Linked DNA regions of Mus musculus: region 1 is linked to region 2. A link is a contact called in public Hi-C data. All regions are on one chromosome and are shown on one strand. The core of a region is the stretch at or near the end of the contact, and the rest is flanking DNA. Distances in the headings are between cores, read along the strand shown.

What was found. A called contact is a pair of places that touch in the nucleus more often than the background predicts.
Region 1: a Hi-C map of cortical neurons shows a contact between it and region 2, with 4 times the contacts expected there. The contact joins two enhancer-like sites. A contact is called at or near these places in 1 of 15 datasets of contacts at CTCF or cohesin (pro-B cells) and 1 of 484 Hi-C or Micro-C datasets (cortical neurons).

The regions. Positions count from the first base shown.
Region 1 is chr13:83,106,984-83,113,470 of GRCm38.p6, reverse strand. All of the region lies in intron 1 of Gm33073 (a long non-coding RNA gene), which reads left to right. Among named protein-coding and RNA genes, the nearest start is that of Gm33073, 10 kb to the left of the region's middle. Within about 2 kb of position 1,785, at least 69 of the 459 cell types and tissues checked have an H3K27ac peak or open chromatin away from gene starts, as enhancers often do. A contact at or near this core is called in cortical neurons, where this site is marked.
Region 2 is chr13:82,503,533-82,510,236 of GRCm38.p6, reverse strand. No RefSeq gene overlaps it. Among named protein-coding and RNA genes, the nearest start is that of Mir3961, 190 kb to the left of the region's middle. Within about 2 kb of position 1,921, at least 8 of the 459 cell types and tissues checked have an H3K27ac peak or open chromatin away from gene starts, as enhancers often do. A contact at or near this core is called in cortical neurons, where this site is marked.

The DNA of each region.
Region 1 (6,487 bases), core at 536-3,035, 600 kb before region 2:
TTCTACATTTATGGCTTTGCCCTCTCACAGATGACAGGTTTGCTCAAGTGAGAGGAAAATAACTTAGGTGAATCCATATATTAATGAAGGGTAAAGGGATAAAGCTAGTAGTCTATGTTCAAAGTACTATGGTTTTAATTTTAAGTGTCTTTGCTCTCAGACACAGGCATAATTAATCCAAAAATTGATGCCCCTGAACTCCTTTGGAAAGTTTTCTCTGTATCTAGGCATTTTTTCAGTCAGCAAATTTCTGGAAGTTTGACATCAGTGAGTTCTCACAGGCCTTCCATACTTTGTTGTTGTTTATTCCACTTGACGAATTTATAACATGAGGTCACACTCTATCCATGAAGCTTTGCTTTCCATCTGTTCTCCATCTTTACTCTATTATTAGTCCAGGCTTCTGGGATTTTGATCCTGCTTCATTTCCAGGACCCTTGTTGACGTCAGTGAGCACCCTAGGCAGAGGACTGCATGGTAATCAGCATGGCTCCACAGACTGTCTACAGAAGAACGCTTGGTCTCTGTGATACTGTGCGTTCGTTGGATGAACTCCTGCTTACTTCCTATGAGCAGTGGAGCTCACACCGAATGTTTAATGCAACCTCCAGTACAGGATGATATACTTGCTTCACCACCTATGTGTATTGACTTTCTGCTAAAAGGCTTTTATCATAAATTTAAAGAATTACCCAAATACATCTCAGGCTGTTGCTGAGAATGCAAGGTTTTTAACTATGTTTCTCCTACATTGATTTCAGTTAATATATTTTAACCACCCCCTTATTTTACTATGCCTTTTAATTTGTTATTCATTTGTTTCAAACCAGAACTTTACAGAAGCACTCTAGACCCACAGGAACTGAAATAGTTTGCTTTCATTATCTGGTAGACCTTCTCGAGTCAGTAGCCCTGGCAGAAACCACAAAACTGTACAAACTGGCAACTGTGGGTTTGTCTGTTCTCTATTGATTCTATTTCTAGAAACACACACACACACACACACACACATCAATGAATAAGCTATGTGATGGTACTCTTTAAGCTACCATCAGAAGGGGAATAGGGACATTTTGCAAGCAGGTCAGGATGGGACCTAAGGTTTTTAATTTGCATTTATGCATGGATTTTGATAGCAGTTCTACAACCTGATTTGCCGAAGTCTATTATTTCTAAATATGCTATTAAAATTGTGGAGCACCATGAATCAAATTGTTTAAAATCTAATAAGCTTCATAATAAAATGCTCATATTGACTAGTTTGAATACTTACTTTTTTTTTTCTTCTGAGAACTGCAAAGCAACTCCACCATAATTTTTTAAGGGAAAAATGCACTTATATATTTTTAAAGACTGAGAAGCTGTGACCCTTGAATTGTTCTCCTCTGTGATCTATCACTATGTAGAGTGTTATTTACTTAATAATTTTATTAATTAATTTTGTTATATTGCATGCCCTAGTGAAAAAATTCTGAGTTTGGCTTTAATAGCTGTGTGCCCTTGGACCTTTCTTTTCTCATCCATTAAATACTAAATGATCAAAAAACCTCTAGTGACTGTCCTAATATGCAAATTCAAAACCAGTCTTTGACAGCACAGGAGAAATATCTATAGTGGAAAAGATCATAGGTAGTGGAGAACAGAATACTGTGAAGTACACACATGCCTTCATACACATATACACGTTCAACAGAAAAACCAAAATAGCTCCTCTCTCCTCCTCCCCCAACAATGACAATGCAGCCATCTGTTGGATGTTCCACTTCACTTAGCAGCTGCTCTCAGATACAGAAATCTGCATTCCTGCAGCTTGTGTGGTATGCGGGCAGCATGTGTGGGTACTAGAATTTGACACTCCCACCCAAAGGAATGGCTTTCATTGAATAAAAATGATCACAGGGGCTTCTTATTCTCCCACCTCACAAATGCCTGTTTCCTGACCATTGGTATTTGGGCTATCTCTACTCTTTTGTCTATTAAAATGACTGTCTTAGACATTTCACATCAAGCAAGGATCTAAAATTGAAGAGGGCACTAGGGAAGGGGTTTAGTAAAACTCGTGGCCTGCCAGAAACTCACTCATGAAGAAGAGGGAGCACAGCAGCTGGAACATAAACTTCCATATGACTTTTATTTTGCCCATACCCCCAGCAATGTACTTAAGTACTGAAGAATAACCATTGTTGAAGTGGAATGTAGGAGGCTTGAAAAGCAGCATTAATCTTAACATCAAACTTGGAGAAAATATACACAATGAACCTAAAATAAAGCATAAAATGAACTTTTCTGAATAGTCCCCTCCACAGACCATCTTTCCCATGCTGACATTTGTCTTATGCATATATGTTATATAAAGGCATGTCGTTTTATTTTTTTGTACTTATAGAGGTTGTGAGGAACAGCAGTTACAATCACAAACAAGAAAGTGTTCTGCAGTCTCTCGAAGAGAACCTTGTATAAAATTGGATCCTCTTTTGAGTGCATAATTTAGGACATTTGTTACAAGATTACTGTGGTTTTCTATAAATGTTAGTTTGCTGTATTATTTTCCATGAACTAGTTTTCCAAAACGCAGAATATTTTGCCCCCAAAACATGGAAGCACTAAAGCTCGATGAGACTCTGATTCATGGGGTGTCACCCAGAAACAGCTGGTCAGCCATCTGCAGCCCCAGAGTCCTCTTATTCTTACTATATTCAGCTAATTCTTTATGGAGAGGGGAGGAAGACACATAAATCCTGGGAGAAAAGGCATGGCTTGTGTGAGAAATGAGGACTGACTTGTGCCAACGAAGGGCTGGTGGCCTGATGTGCTAATTGGGAAGGCCTCCTCTCATGCACACTAGACTCACAACTCTTCACTACGTTTGCACTATTTTCTTTGCATCCTTTTCTTTGGAGAAGGGAAAGAAATGATGATATGCCATTGATTGTTTTGTGGGAATTGGTCCAGATGAAACCTCCCTCTGGAGACATAACCAAACATTTCAAAGCAGTCCTGAGTGTGCAAGACCAAGGACAAGCCTGGTATTCTGACCTGTGTGCTTGTCCTCTCATCTCTCAAGTGCACTAAACTAGACCTTTTTAAAGCAATAGATCTTGTGGTAAAGCATGTTGGGCATAACAAATAATACAAGATTAGGAGTTGTTTTTTTTTTTTTTATTTTTGTCAGAAACATTATGGTAAAAAAGTAAAATTTTAGGCAACATTCCTTTACTTTAAAATTGGTAATCCTGTATTAAAGTTGTGTGCACCCAGAATTACCTTTTTGTTTTGCTTTATTATTATTATTATTATTGAATTGGCAAGGGACCCTATTGGCAGAGGAAAGGATGGCTGCTGATGTTATCCTCTTCAGCCAGATGAGTATCCTTGAAGCAACTCATTCAGATATCCAAGACAGATGACGGTTGACTGTGTGGAATGGAAGCTGTTGGTAGGTGCCCTGGTGTGTGCTGCTCTCAGATGAGTGTAATGATAGTTTAACCTGATCCTGTGTGTCTCTGGAGAACATTTTGGCCATGGGGATATTTTTTCTTGAATCATCAAGCCCTTTACCCATTCTTCCTATAAGCATGGATATGCAATATTTCTCTCACACACACACACACACACACACACACACACACACACACACACAAACACACACACACACATACACGGACTATTCTTACTGGACTGAGGAGGAACCTTACAGTAGTTTTAATTTTTATTTCTCTGATAGCTAAGAAGGTTGAACTTTTTCTATTGAGAAATGTCTCTTCAATTCATTTGACCAATTACTATTTTTTGAATAATATTTATTTATGGATTTGTTTCTTTCTTCAGTTGTTTATATATCTTAGGTATTAACTACCTGGCGAGATTGTTTTCCCCATTCTTTTGTGTTCATTTTGCTGATTCTTTTCTTTTTTTCTGCAAAAGTGTGTGTGTGTGTGTATGTGTGTGTGTGTGTGTGTGTGTGTGTGTGTGTGTGTGTGTGTGTGTGTGAGTGATACATGTGTTCCTGAATGTGTGCATGAGTGTGGTTATGTGAGTTCCACAGAACATGAATGGAGGACAGAGTCCAATATTATGGGTAAGTCTTCACCTTTCAGCTTTTCTGAGACAGGATCTCTTTGTTGCTTGATAGTGCTTACTCCAGGCATATTGCCATCTCTCTCATTTGTAGACTCTATCTTGAATTCCCACCTCACTGAAGGACCACTAGCATTACAGAAGTAGTCTATCACACCTGACTTCACATAGGTTCTCTAGATTCAAACTCAGGTTCTTACCCTTGCATCTCACCCATTGTGTCACCTCTGCAAACTCACTGAGAAGCTTTTTAATTTCACGTGGTCTCATCTATGCATATGTGGCATTGCATTCGCTTCTAGACATTTCTTCACTGTTCCTATCACAGAAAGTATTTTAGTTATGATTTATCCTAGTAATTTCAGAGGTCTGTGCAAGTAAGTCATGAAAGGGTAACATATTTAACCTCTGTCCTTTGTGTGTGACATCCCCACAGACTTTTTGTTTCCAGGCTTTTGGCAATATTTTGGAACAGTGTAGGCACTTTAGAGGATGAAGTTCATTTGGTAGTAGCCATCACTAAGAGCAAGTCTTTGTGGATTATAACCCACAATTCTGTGCACCTGACCAACTGTGGCATGAGACTATAACATTCTGTTCTAATGTGAACACTATACCTTCTGGCTCATGATGGACAGACACTTCTAAATATGAACCAACATGAGCCCTCCTATCTAAGCTGTTTCTCTTAGGTATTATTGCCATAGCAACACAAAAGTGACTGATAAACCCAGTTGCTTGTCCTGTGTTTTACCCATGTACCACACAGCTGACACTCAGCTTCAGGAAGGTACAGACCTCCCACATCTGAATGCTTATATTTGCTCATATGCCAGGTTCCCAGCCTAAAAGATAGAGATGGGCAGAGAAGACTTTCCTATGTCTGCTTGTGCCAATGGCTCAGGGTAGAGCAAGAGGAGTAGATTTGGAGTAAAACTGCATGCACACTGAGAGTTGGGTCCCATGTCTCCACCAGCTGCCTGCATAAAATTCAGTCATGTGCCACAAGAATGTGTAAAGATTCGGATTCAGACTTAGAGCCTACAAGAATTACGTGACGCAGAGCAAGACATTATTTTTTCTTCTAGCTCCAGGGTTACTGTATAAATCTTCATATATCTTATATTAACATGGAGACTGAGTTCATAAATATAGTTGAATAAATGCTTCTTTGGTCCATCAACTGTCATTAATACCCTTTGAGCCTCCTCTTGGAAGCCTTCTGGACTCATCATGGGGTCTGTGCCTCTTTCTATCCCAATACATTCCGTGACAGAATTCTTTTATCTTCCTTCCTTCCTTCCTTCCTTCCTTCCTTCCTTCCTTCCTTCCTTCCTTCCTTCCTTCTTTCCTTCCTTCCTTCCTCCCTTCCTTTCTTCCTCCCTCCTCCCTCTCTCTCTCTCTCTCTCTCTCTCTCTCTCTCTCTCTCTCTCTCTCTCTCTCTCTCTCTCTCTCTCTCTCTCTTTCTTTGAACTTCACTAGCTTTAATAGCATTATATAAAGCTCTAAACAAGCAAGTTGTGAAAGAAGGAACATTCCCAGTAAGTAAATATGTCTTTGATGGATTATTTTAAATGGAAGGCTGCAAACTGAAGCTGACCATTCATCTCTGCCTGCTCCATAACAGACATGCAATGTGCTCCACCACCTCAAGCTCACAATGCCAGGATTCCCTTGCCATGGAGGACTATGCCCTTACACTGTGGGGTAAAATAACTCTTTATTCCTTAAGTTGTGTTTATTCTGTATTTTGTCCCAACAATAAGACAAATAACACAGTTGCCTGAATAGATGGACCAGAAAACAGGCCTTCATATCATATTTCTTTAACATTTTGCAGGTTTGATTTCTGATTCACTCTGACACTTACATACTTATTTTGAGTCAGAAGCCTACAAGAGCTGATTAGTCATTCTCTTTTCTTCATCATTGCGACTTGAAGAACCAACTTATTGGAGAAAGGAATTATTCTGCTTCTTAGTTTCAGAAGCTTTTATACATGGTCATTGGGTTCCACATTGAGTTATTTTATTTTTATACATTTTCTTACTAATATTGCATTCATTTCTTTTTTTCTATTAGTTTATTTATTCACTTTACATCACTATCTCATGCTTCTTTCCACCGAGTTCCCCTCACACTGTCCCTGCTATATACATATTGTGACAGGCATAGGTCCAGCCCATGCTCTGTATTTCATTGGTGGTTCAGCCTCTGGGAGTCTACAAGACTCCAGGTCAGTTGATTCTGTTGGAACTCTTATGGAGTCTGTATAAATCATCTTCATATATCTTATATTAGATATATGCCTAATGTCTATCAATCTTTCCCCAACTCTTCCATAAGTCTTCCTGAGCTTTGTCTAATGTTTGGCTGTGGGTCTCTGCATCTGTTTTGGTCAACTGTTGGG
Region 2 (6,704 bases), core at 672-3,171:
TGTCACAAGTCTCCTATCACACCAACACATTCTCTAATTTTATAGTAATAAATATATAGAAACATTTATTATATGAACATAATATGATATGAAATAAGTATATATAATATATATAATCACTTAAAATAAAAGTATATCCATGCCTATTTTCTGACAATCCCTGGAAAAGAAAAGCACCTAAGGCTGGCCATATCATACTTTCCACGTCCAGATTGACACATAATATGTTGTGATAAGTTAGTGTTCAAAGCATAAGCTGAGTGAATGAATATTGAAGCTTGTGAACCCAGTTCCTGTAGTGCACCATCAGTACGGAGACAGAGCAAAGAGGCTATAATGAATCTTCTGAATTCCAGCCCTCCTAGAGTTTTACACATGAGCAATCACCATGAGAGATGCCTGAGAGCACATAGGCAAAAGGAGAGGTGGACATCATTCATGAAACACACATCAACGGCTGACTGAAACATTTTTGCAATATCACACGGTGACACTCATTACTGGTCCAAGTAGAGGCACAGGGTATCACAAGACTAAACATGGTCACCAGCGGTGCAATGTTCTCACATGCAGAGACTATCAGAGAACTGCAAACCATGACACTTTCTCTTTACTTTTGTCCTTGCATAAATGAAAAGTACAAAGTTGAGCTGCAAGCCTGGCTCAGTTGGGGGTACATTTTCAAAAGTAAGCTCATGGTATAAATAAAAATTGGCTTAATTATTATTTTCTATGCATGTCACTCAGTTTCCACAGACCTTTTCTAATCTGTGGTAGAAAATTTGCAGGGGAAGATTAAGAGCAGAACCACAGATGCAGAGAGAGGGAAACTAAGATTTGCATTGAACAATAGTGTCAAACGTTAAAGAGACATCGAGGAGACCCACTGCCAATGTGTTACGTCCTGCCTAGATCCTAAACAGCTGCTCCACTCTGATAACCCTGAGGCTCTATTGCCCATTTGAGAAATCTGTTTAAATTTATTTGTTTCTTCATGATTCTCTTGTCCGGGAATGTAGTTGTTGGACTAGCCCAAACAGGTACCATTGTGTAAAGCGTTATTCTCAGTAAACAAAGTAGCTGCTGAATTTTTGTTTAAAACATCTTTGCAATTTTGTGTTCAAAAAAGATACAGAAAATCAGTTTTCATATTGAAATAATTGCCTGGGGAATTATAATCACAAATTATTCTTTGAGTTTCAGTGAAATCTCCCTTTTCTTATGCAGTTACAACATAAAGATAGCTTTGATACAAAGCAAAGCCTACCAAGATTGGACAATTAGACAGCTAACACCAAAGCTAACCCAACATACTCATCCTGTTTGCTATGCAGTTTTATACTATGTGGAACTTTATAATTTTCTCAGTATTATTATATACATTGTGAATTAGAAATATAATATACATCATTGTGTACTGTATAATATATAATGTGAATTTTAACTAAAATAAATTTAACATATGTCTATTGAAAGTACATATTTATTTAGTGTAAGACAGATTTTAAAAACTCCAAAATAGAAATTTATTTGAAAAAATAAAGACTGGAAAATACAACTATACAATTTACAAGTCTACATAAGTTCTTTGGCACAGGAAAAATAATTAACAATTCTCTACTAGCATTTGGATACCAAGATGAACTGAACTAGGCAAAGAGAAAAAAGAGAGTTGAACTCATTATATGAAGAATTAGAAAAGCTAGAATTTTAAAGTTTCTTTCAGCAACTAGTCTGCAGTAACTCACAGATTACTAACAACTTATGCAAGTTTTATATGCCGATTCCATCTGCTCTTCATTAAAAAAAAAGCTCATTGCCATAGCAACTGCCACATGCCATGGTATTTATGCTGCATCTGATGTACAAAGCATAGTTTGTGTAGGAAGGAGTGTGTGTGTATATGATGTGGCAGCTGTCGTCTCTGCCATTTTGTTGCTGCTCTATAATAAAACAAGTAGTGGTTATGAATACTCATTTGAGTAGTTATACTAGTGCTCATTTAACTAAATCTTCACCCAAAAAATCCATGTCTAATCAACACACTGGGGTTTTAGGACAGCTAAGGTTACATAGAGACTCTATGTTGAAAAGTAAAGCAGTCAGTACAAAAGCACAGACATTTATGTATCAATGGTGGAAAGGAAACCTAAGCCTTGTCACCCACTACCACACTTTCTCGTAATTTAAGGAATAAAATGCCAGTGAGGTTTTCACCAGGATCAGTGTCAGTTTCTGTTAGTTGCTGCTGATACGTTGTAGTTTTTATTCTCCAAATCATGTATATTTTTTTTCATTTTTACATTCACCATGCAGAAGCTGTTCCACAATAAAGATTAACTTACTATTAAAATGAAAAAGATGAGATGTGGTTATGATATATATGAGAAAGACAGAATGCACATTGTTCTATTTTTGTAATTTTGTTTTTAAATTCTAGTTTTAGTAGAAAACAGTGTCAGGTTAGAAACAAAAAGAAGTGAATTTGTCTGTTTTTACTTCCAAATGATAAAAACATTTTTTTTAATTCCCAAAATACCCAAATCTCTGGATTCTTTTACTTGAGGTATTTTTTTATATATATTTTAAGAAGTGCTGGAGAGCTTTCAATGTTTTCAGACTTATTGTGGCAATTTATTGTTAAAACAAAAAACACTTTGATAATACAAGGTTTATTATGGCTCATGTAACTAGATCAAATATTTAGGTACAATTTCATAGTCAGAAGAAAATACAGAGAACATCCACTAGCAGTAAGATAGAAATGTCATGGCATCAAAATCATCCAAGCTAAAAACCAGATGTTTTCTTTTCTAAAAATTAATTGTTTAATATATACTAAATTCACAAGAGCCTAATGATCAGAGCCTCAAAGCCTTCAGCACAGAAGCCAAGCAACAGCTCGACCACGCTCTGGCTCTCATCTATGCTCTTGCTTGGAAAGACTTCACTATGTTTTCTACCCAACTTCTTTGCACATACACCACCCTCCAAGCTGTAACACGGTAGAACTTTGTAGTGATCTTTCAACATCATGAAAGCCTGATGGAAACCTGCTACCTCTGAGGAAGATAATGAGAAAGAACCTTAGAACAGGTAGAAAACTGGGAGTTCACAGGTGTAGCGTGAATATTGCTCCTCCTTCACTTTTCTACGTTTAAGTTTCAAAAAGTGATGAATGGAGACTAAGAAGCAGAAAAATACAATGAGAACCAAAACCAAGAGCATGGATTTTAGAGGATGCCTATTTTTCTCAAATGTCTACTTAAAATGTATTTATAGCACAGATTAAATAAAACTATATACATGAATATATATGTATATGTAGTAAAACTTGGTATGAATGACAGTCATAGGTTCATAAATGGCTGTGTACATTAATTTGGTCCATTTGTTATCTACCCATGCAATTATTCATTTATTCATTCAACAAAGTTACTGATAATTCTACAAATATAAGTTGTCCTTCTTTCAAAGTACTAATCTCCCTGAAAACTGTCATCTACTTTACAATAAGTACTTTGAAATCTTTGAACATCTTTAAATTCTGGTATAGATTTTGATAAAAGTAGCATTTAGTTTTGCTTTATTTTGGAGCCATAGCTCCAGCTAGACTAAGCTACTGATGCAAATTATTTTTCCTTTCTATATTTGTATAATTTTATTCTAACCTAAATTTGAGTGTTAAAACAAAAATTCAGGAGTTAGTATGAAACAGGTTATAATTTGTCAAAGCATTTATCAACTTATAATTCAGCATGAATTCAAAGTTATAACTATTGCCAATTTTTTGAATGTCCAAGCCACACCATGCAGTATCCATATGCCAGTAGAAAAACCTTAGCTGTGTCTATAAAAGTGAGAGAGAGAGAGAGAGAGAGAGAGAGAGAGAAGAGAAGAGAAGAGAAGAGAAGAGAAGAGAAGAGAAGAGAAGAGAAGAGAAGAGAAGAGAAGAGAAGAGAAGAGAAATATATATATTCCTGCACTGTATACTAGCAGATGGGATTTCAGGTGCCTACATCATCACAGCTATTATTAAATTATCTTTTGTGATGATACCTCAGGTAGTCATGACTTATGCAATAGGGAGTTAGGGAGACATCTTCAGTTTCAAAAGCTATTAAAATTTCTTGCAGGTGTGTTTGAGAGAAGCACAGCACAAATTCATTTGCACACTATGAGGATAAGAGACATGCAGCCCAGTCACAAGGGGCAATTAACACAAACAGTGTGAGGGAAGAAACAACCGGAGTTGCGAACTAAACAGAACTCACATTGCACTTGCATCTCCCAATTAGATTACAAAGCAGAGATGTTTATTCCACAAAATAAATGATATTGGCAGTTTTGGGCTATGATAAAACCCTATAGGATCTGCTTTCCTAAATACCCACTTTTGACTTATTTTCTCTTTCTCCTAACTACCAGGACTCTTGTTTGTTTGTTTGCTTGTTTGTTTTCCTCTGTGATGGAAGCCTATTAAAACAATGGAGTTTCACTTGTTTCCTGCTGCAGCTAGCCAAAGTTTCAATATGCTACAGCTGGAGACTTTCTTCCTTCAGTCACCCTAATTAAAAGCTTATAGGATTGTATTATTAAAACTTGTAGGGCTCATTCCAACCCAGATGTGACATATTTATAATATGATAGTTCTTATGATCAATACAATTACAAGTTTATTTCATTGCTCTTGTTTGCTATCCCTTGGTGCCCCAGCTCTACCTGTTTTGACAGGAAATCTTGACATCTTTCGCCCATCTCCTCATTTCAGAATATCCATGAGGATTTCAGAAGAAAAAACAGCATAGAGAATATAGCTTTGGCTGCTGAACCAACTTGTAGTTTAAGAAAACTACATTAATCAATAACATCTGAGCATTTCAATTACTGAATAAGAAAGGCAAAGAAATGGAAAAAAGATTAATAGGTCTCCCCCAAAATTAGAGCCCTAAAATCAAAGAGGACCTACAAACTGGATGCTTTGAGTAGAATGTTACTGTTGAGTTAATATATAATTATCAAACCCTTTATTTTTTCCACACACAGCAGCCTGTTTCCGTGACAACTTTCCTGCTCTGAGAATGTTTTACCTTTGATTAATGACACTTAGTAAAAGTTCTAGTGAGTTGCAATGAGAGAGAAAGGAATCACTTGAACCAACAGTGAAGTACCTTGCACAGTAAGGCTAGGAAAGGTTAATGGCATCATTACTAGCTTCTTTTGAGTACATCTCTCTCTCTCTCTCTCTCTCTCTCTCTCTCTCTCTCTCTCTCTCTCTCTCTCTAGGAATATGTTAGACATCCATACAGTGCATTAACTCCTTCCTAGCTGTAGTTCCATTGAGAAAACCTCATTTTATAAAACAATTAGTTCATCTTTTAAGTTCATTTCATTTTTGCTCTTAATTTCTGCAAAATATAATGACATAACATAGCACAATCCATGATATGTAAGAAGATAACTTTTTAAATTCTGGATACTCTGAGGAACACATTTTAGATCTTCAAGACAGTGTTGGGCAAATTTCACAGAAAGTTTTTAACTATTTACTGACTCTGGCTTCTGGGAGTCTTTCTTCAAGCTTCCCAGAAAGGAATGGAGGCATTTTCCTAGGGATATGAGTTTTCCTGAACTTTCCTTGTGTCATTCTCTGGTACTAAGTAGTGTGCTGTACCATACCACTACTCAGAAGAGTGTGTCTCCCACAGGAAGCTAGCTGCTTTATTCCACATAAACAATTGTGTGCCTCCTTCATGAATTTCGTTTGGCTTTGCAGAGACAAATTGATAGGAACACCCAAGATGCTCTTTCAACCAGATGACCAGGAAGGCTTCCTCTGTGAAGGTTAACATTAACCTTTATCGCACCTAATTGTGATTGTCTGAGGTAGTTGGGAAGGACATTTGTTGATCATGGATCTCAGTGCATTGAAGTCTTCCTAAAATTATTAATCACTGAATCAATCCTAGCCTTCTTTCGCTCACAGATGAGACCTATGTAAGCAATTCCCCTCTAGTTAAGTAGAGACTTTCTGCCAGCCCATGTGATTTAGGCACATACAGAATTTGAGGGATGAAAACTTATCCCTATCCTTCTCAAAGCAATGTATTCAGCCTCATTTAGGTCTTCAAATCCTCAAGACAATTTAGGGGCTTCAGTTTTCATAGTATTCAGTGTTGTTGATTAAACATATTCTATTGTTAGTGCTTGAGAATCAGTGCAAAGCTATTCTCTTGTAATGAAACACAGAATGTTGATTTTCTAAGAACTTCCACAAATGTCTTCTAAATTTCTTAGCTGACGTGAGCCTAACAGCCTACTTGAAGGCTTTTAATTGCTTCTAGATTGCTTTTAATTGCCATGACTCTTATTGCCCAGGTGCTAGAGCTGATGCAAAGGCCATCATGTTCTTCCTTCTATTTATACCTCATGCTACTTCATCCTGTGACAATCTAAAAACTGTATGATGCTATCCATGTTAAGGTCATAAATCTACTTAGTATCTTGTTTAGTTTGGTCATAGAAAAAAATATCAAGACCAAAAGCAAAACGTGGGAGGATAAGTTTATTTTGGCTTATTTTGTCTCATGGTCCCAGGGAAGGGTCCATAATTTAGGGAGAGTCATAACAGCAGACAACCTGCAAAATCACATCTTTAATCACAAACACAAAACAAAGAGCAAACTGAAAATGGGGCAAATTCA